Linked DNA regions of Mus musculus: region 2 is linked to region 1. The links are chromatin contacts, called in public promoter capture Hi-C maps. All regions are on one chromosome and are shown on one strand. The core of a region is the stretch at or near the end of the contact, and the rest is flanking DNA. Distances in the headings are between cores, read along the strand shown. Region 1 has its middle 31 kb from the start of Defa21. Region 2 holds the start of Defb1 (defensin beta 1).

Region 1 (3,357 bases), core at 387-2,886:
GAGAACTGGAGGCCTGAAATCCCTATAAGGGGGAGGCCAGGTTGCTTGCTGTACAAAATGAGTTGCAGGACAGCCAGAGCTACACAGAGGAACACTGTCTCAACCACTCTTCCTTGAATTGCCCAAACAAGGTTATAGGAAACAGAAAGATATCTCCAAAAAATAACTTTGATTACTTACATCAACATTTCTTAAAGGAGAGGGTTTTTTTTGTTGTTGTTGTTCAACTTTCACAGGAAATTTGTGTTACTGGTGGTTATAATAAGTATTATTTTATTATTTTACCTATTTCTAGAGTGTACACAAATGTCAGGTTCCACTGACTTCACATCCAACCCCAGAAGAGGGAATTTGCAGATATATTTTAAGGAGATGCTATTAAACCCAAAGGAAGGAATGAAGAGAGATATCCAGAAGAGAGACTGTGAGAGCAAAAGGAGAGCATTTGCAGGTACCTCCTAAAGAGAGGCCCATAAGCCCTGCAACAGCAGAAGCAGTCCTTAGTTCTGGACTCCCACTGAACCTTTTACCTGCATCCATAATTTTTACCTTGACATCTCTGACAAATATTTCTTTTCTCCTGTATCTCATTCTACTCATAATTCAACAAATGGACAAACATCTCATTTCCATTGCAAGTATTTCCTACTTATTTCCTTTTAGTTAGAATGCCTGGAGAAACACACAAGAATGTAATTTTGCAAGTGTTATTTTTGAAAATCGAGATTATTCCCTCCATAGTGTCTAATACGTATTTAAGATTTTTAGCAAACAACTTCTTTGTCACTTAAGGCCTTTTCTTTCTCCTTCAAGTGAATGTCTTGCTCAACATGTCCTGTGAATATGAGAGGTGGTTTGGGGGAAATAGAAAACAGGTCTTCAGAAAGAATCTTGCTCATCTGTAGGATCAGAGGTCATGGCCTATGGACACAAAGTTTTGTGCTTCCATATCATGTACAGTCCTGAACCACAAGGTGGGCCTCAATTTCAATATTTTATTCCTTCTTACAACTGTCTGAATCCCAGAGAGTTTGATGACCTAATTGTCACTGTCCTTCTTTTTTGCCATAGCGAAGTTTGGAATTCAAGAGAACCCCAGCTACCATTTCCTGGACAGAGTGTGTCCATTTACAAAGTAATGGTCATATATGAAAATTATGACTTACAATGCCAGATAACTAGCTTCTTTTCAACTCCTTATAAATAAAAATATAAGACTTCGCAGTCATTCTCAAAGGCAGTGATGTATCAAGTATAGTCTCACATTACTCATCAGTCACCTGTTAGGTTCTTGACACAGAGCACAAATATTACCCAAAGTGAGAAGAGACAGTTCCATTACTTGCAGAAGAGTTAATAGAGAATGCAGGCTAGTACTGGAGCCCATGGAACTATGCAGCAGCCATTGAATAACCTCAATTGCATGACTTTGAATATCATGAAAACTCTCCAAGTTTCTTTTGAAACTCAGTTTCTAGGGAAAACTGCTTAACAAAAGCCTTTCCCTGACAGGATCATATGAGACCTCTGCTGTTACCTCCTTTCAGCCTAGCTAGGCTGGCCTCAGACCATCCACCACTTAGGCAGAGCCACCTGCTGTGCAGCTTCTCATCACTCTCCTTTGATGTGCAACTACCTGCCTGAGGCCCAACCTGCCTGAGATTTTCCAGAGTTAGCACCAAACTGTGATCTTCACTAGTTCCTACTAAAAGGCTGATCTGACTTCTACAAAGGAACTTTGCCTGACTGGGAATGGGCCTCCCCTCTTCTTTATAAAGTGTGTTTGCTGACATTAAAGTTGAACCTTGATCAGAGTAGTTGTCTTGTTTCCATTCTTTCTCTCTCTTCCCCAAATTCCCTTCTTTCTTCCAGATTCCAAGATGCCTTCCTGGGTAGAACCTGGACATGTGAGCCACTGGCCTGCCTCAACACTCTGCATCCAGTTAGCCTTCACTCTGCATACACTTAGCTCATGTTCCCTCATCCTGCAGGAGAAGTTCACCCTCTTCTCTAGGATTTTCAAGGTGGTTCTCATGGCTCCAGGATGCAGCTGGCTGAGAAAAACCTGAGGTACCTCTAGACCAGGAATATCTCTAGAGAACCATAACATGATCAAGGAACAGGTGAATGGTCACACACCATTGAGGTTAGATATCTAGAAATTAGGGACTAGATACTTAAAACATTCTGGAAATACACACACACACACACACACACACATTTTTTTATATAAATATATATGTGTTTAATTTCAAACCAAGGGTCAAATGACTTGTTGCATATTTTACATACCGAAGTGGTACTGGCCTTCAGATTCTCCCAGCATTCTTCAGTACCTCCCTAGCTTAACCTGCCTTCAAGGTTTAGCTTTCCTACCCTGGGGGTGAGCTGCATTTCTCCCAGAAGCTCTTCCCTAAATAATTCAGATATTTTGTGTTGACTCTATCTCTCTATCTCACTCTCTGTCTCTTCCTCACCCCATTCTCTCTTTATCTTTACCTACCAAACTCCCTCTCACTTTCCCCATGGCATAAGGGAAACATTATATATGATGATATATATATATATGTGTGTGTGTGTGTGTGTGTAAAATCTTTTTTTCTTTTTTCTCATTTGTGATTATGCATGAGAACCAAATATGTATAGGAGATTTCCTTCTGCCATAGTGTTTTGATTCCAAGATATGTGTGAAATGTACTAACTATCAGTGAGACAACAAACTGTGAGTAGTTAATATTATATTTAAATATTTAAGTTAAACCAGTGAATCTATTTCATCTAACTATCAGAAGGGATTATAGACTTTGGGGAATTTTATGTGTGTGTGTATGCATATGGGCAGGGGGTGTGAGTTCCAGAAACAACTACAAGAAAAGCGGCAAGAAAAATCCTCACATCCTGGAGATGTATAGGAATGATAGGTCTTAAGGATCTTAATTCCTACTAGTAGAGCTGTTCAAGCTGCATGCTCTGATGTAGCCAGGACAGTAAACCCATCCATCTCAGCATGGGACTTCTCTCAGATTCTCTGCTAGTGTGTAGTAGGCCTTATTTTTTGTTCCTAATGTTCTCTGTATCTCTAGGTCCATTTCTGGAACATTTCCTCATAAAAATGTATCTGCCAGAAGAGATTAACTTAAAGACTTGTATCACAGGATGAAGTTCATCTCTATATTTTATAAAGGAAATAGACAAACAGTAAACTCCTACTCTGCTTTCTTATTACATGGGAATGTTTAATACTGTTTCTTTATTTTGCTTTCTTCTCAAGGTCACCTGTAAATTCTAATTTTTTCAAGCCTCATTTTTAGTGAGGGTTCTTAAATGTTTTCACCTCTCTTTTAGCCCAGCAGGAAC
Region 2 (3,357 bases), core at 459-2,958, 780 kb after region 1:
TCCTTTATGGAGTATGTTTAAATGTACTGGGAGATAGTTTCTAGTTAGAAGCATTGTACTAAATGGGAGGATTCCTGGGGAGGACAAGATGAATGTCTTCTTTGTTATCTCATGCCAAGAGGGAACCACTGACAACAGAAGAAATCACTTTGCAATTTCTAATGGAGGAGGGCCATGGAAGAGAGAGGCTTCCACACCGGAATGAAGATTCCTTCTGAGAAACAGACTAGAAAATTAATCACCATGTGGCTGTGGGTCTATAAGCACAGTCTTTTTATTTTTTTTAAAGATTTTATTTTATATATATATATATATATATATATATATATATATATATATATATATATATATATATATATATATATCTCAAGTACACTTCAGAGACACCAGAAGAAGGCGTCAGATCCCATTACACGTGGTTGTGAGCCATCATATAGTTGCTGGAAATTGAACTCAGGACCTCTGGAAGAACAGTCTTAAGACCGCTGAGCCATCTCTCCAGCCCAAACGGTCTTAAAAACAAGTGTCTCCAAGCTTTAAAGCAGAAAACTTCTGAAAATCAGAATCATCCTTTAGATTCCGACCACTCCCTGAATTCTTTAAGTTGTGACTAATGACACCTAGCATTAGAATTTTGAGATGTTTTGTTAAAAATTGGTATCTTGTTTCTCCTACAGGACCACGTGAGTACACCATGCTATATGCATTTCTCTGCAACCACAGCAGTCCATAAAAGACATGCGGTGGGTGTTATTACCCAGAGAGGCAAGTCTCTATGTCAACTGCTCTCTGAGGGGATTCCCACAGTAAGAAATGGAGCCAGAAGCTAGGTTTACTTTCTACTATGCGGTAAACCCTTGTCCTGTAACCCTTAAGTTTCCTGAAGCAGCACCAGTGACCCTTCTTACAAAGCAAATGTGTGTGTGTGTGTGTGTGTGTGTGTGTGTGTATGTGTGTGTGTTCCACTCTTACATGTTGGGCAGAAGTGTTTACTGCTGCTTGTAAATAAGATCCTTCATAATATTCTAGGAAATCTGCTCATAGATTTACACTGAAAATTCAATGCAAAATAAGATATTTTAAAACACTACAGTACCCACACACATGGAGCCTAGCTAAGGTCATACACCAAAGAGACAGTTGCACTTCCCTGGACTTAGCTCAGATGCTGTCTGGAGAGCCAGAGTTGGAAAACCCTAGTAACACATTCCCAAATGGAAACACTAGCTGATTTGAGACTCTCAGGGAGGAAGGTCTGGATACAGGGAGAAGAGAAAGCAATCCCACTGTGGCTTTCATCCTTGAACTCAGTTCAGCATTACAATAGGAGGAAATAAATCCTGAGCACTGTAAAGAGAAAGAGCTAAACAGAAGAGAACAATAGTAGCCTAGAGCCAGAGAATCTCCTGTTTGAATCGCTGGGCTTCTTACAGGCTCTCTGAACCTATCTAACCTGAGGGGTCCTGGTGGGGACTGCTTTGTCTGGTGTCTCTTAGAATCCCAACCTGAGAGTCAGAACAGGCCCACACCAGATACCTGTTTCCATTTTCCAGGCTGAAAATAAAATCCAGCTGATGCTGGAGAGAGGCAATGTGCCCACAGGACTTGGACTCTACTCACAGCGAATAGCATGAAGGTGTCATTAGAACCTCACTGTGGTTTGCAACGCCTCCCTTCAGCTCATTTATGAGGTTATGCAACCAGTGTTCCTATAAAAAAACAAGCTCATTCAAGCCTCATCTGTCAGCCCAACTACCTGGGAGTTTCACATCCTCTCTGCACTCTGGACCCTGGCTGCCACCACTATGAAAACTCATTACTTTCTCCTGGTGATGATATGTTTTCTTTTCTCCCAGATGGAGCCAGGTAAGCTTTGGGAACTTGTTGATGGCTTTGTTTGGGACTGGGGACACAGAGACTGGGGGCAGGGTACAGATAATAGCTGCCTCCTGGTTTTCCAAGTCTAGTAACAGAGTGTGCTGAGTGGTCTGTGGTCAACAGCCCTGGGCAGCAGCAAAATGAGCCTGGTATGGATTCAGAGAGTAGTGGGTACCTCCAAGCTATGATGTTTGTCCTTAGAATATAGGAAATGTCTTGTGTGGGAATCTGCTTTGGCTGTGGCAAGATTCTTCACCCCCAGAGACTAGCTTTTTGATCCAGAGACAGACACTAGCCTCAGTTAGGTCTCTGGGTGGAGCCTCCCTGCTGTAGGCAAAGTGCCCCTGTCCCTTCACCAAGCCAGCTCAGCCAGTTGTAAATGCCTGGAAACACCAGGTATGCAGTCAAGAGATGACAGGTGACCTTTCACATTCCCTGGTAGTCACATTCTTCAGGCATGATCTTACCTGTCAAATGGAAAGGCTTCACATCTGTCCAGAGGATTCTCTGAGCCTAAGAAGCTTGTCTATGGCATAGGAGACAGTAGGACCCTGAAGTAGTGACTAAGGACATATGTTTCCTATAGCTATCTCTCTCAAGGTCACATTAAGAAAGTCATATATTGTATCAAAAGATACCCTAGTCACTGGAAAGAGAGGCCCATTGGACACACAAACTTTATATGCCCTAGTACAGGGCCAAAAAGTGGGAATGGGTGGGTAGGGGAGTAGGGGGGAGGGTATGGGGAACTTTTGGGATAGCCTTTAATCCCAACACATGGGAGGCAGAGGCAGGCAGATTTCTGAGTTTGAGGCCAGCCTGGTCTACAGAGTGAGTTTTGGAACAGCCAGGGCTACACAAAGAAACCCTGTCTTTAAAAAAAAAAAAAAAAAAAAAAAAAAAGGGGGGGGGGAGAAAAGAAAAGAAAGTCATATATTTCTGAATTTTAGTTTACATAGTCATAGCAGGAGGGTTCTAGGGAAGAAATTTTAGTAGTGAGATTGTCTGAAAAATCCCAGTTTGCTCTTCTCCAGGTTATCATGTTAACCTATGGAGCTATGCATTTGAAAATAAGTTAGGCCCCAATTTTCCCATGTGAAATCTGGGTGCAGGCACATTTTCAACACAGTGTTTTGCATAGTGATGTAATAGCCCATTAGAGATGTAAAAAAGTGCATGTAATAAGTTACCCTTCTTTTGGGGTCTAGGAAACGCCAGTGCACCCGATAGCAAGGCGCATGCTATTTGACACACCTGTCTTGGTGCATGTTTGGGAGTGGGGTGGGAATCCTTTCACTGAGTGGGAAGGAGACTCCCTCTCATGGCCCAAATTCAAGAAAGCTTAAAGGAATATCTTTCAGAATGAAGAATTCTTATTGTGTCTAGTGCTCTAAATTTGATGGTAGGCAACTCATTCAAACCATAGAAATTGGCCCACCTTGCAAAGGTGGGCAGGTTCAGCCATACTTCTCAAGACTC

Evidence for each region. Promoter capture Hi-C pulls out the DNA fragments that hold promoters and counts their contacts.
Region 2: a contact with region 1 is called in a promoter capture Hi-C map of stem cell-derived epiblast-like cells, with 4 times the contacts expected there. The contact joins the promoter of Defb1 here to the enhancer-like site in region 1. A contact is called at or near these places in 13 of 39 promoter capture datasets (the 3T3-L1 cell line, 3T3-L1-derived adipocytes, cranial neural crest and 6 more) and 7 of 115 datasets of contacts at active chromatin or transcription factors (astrocytes, embryonic stem cells, epiblast stem cells and 4 more).

Annotation. Positions count from the first base shown.
Region 1 is chr8:20,992,610-20,995,966 of GRCm38.p6, forward strand. No RefSeq gene overlaps it. Among named protein-coding and RNA genes, the nearest start is that of Defa21, 31 kb to the right of the region's middle. Within about 2 kb of position 1,637, at least 9 of the 459 cell types and tissues checked have an H3K27ac peak or open chromatin away from gene starts, as enhancers often do. A contact at or near this core is called in stem cell-derived epiblast-like cells, where this site is marked.
Region 2 is chr8:21,774,847-21,778,203 of GRCm38.p6, forward strand. Defb1 (defensin beta 1) reads left to right here and starts at 1,709. Exons shown (of 2, transcript NM_007843.3): 1 at 1,709-1,866. The coding sequence starts at 1,806.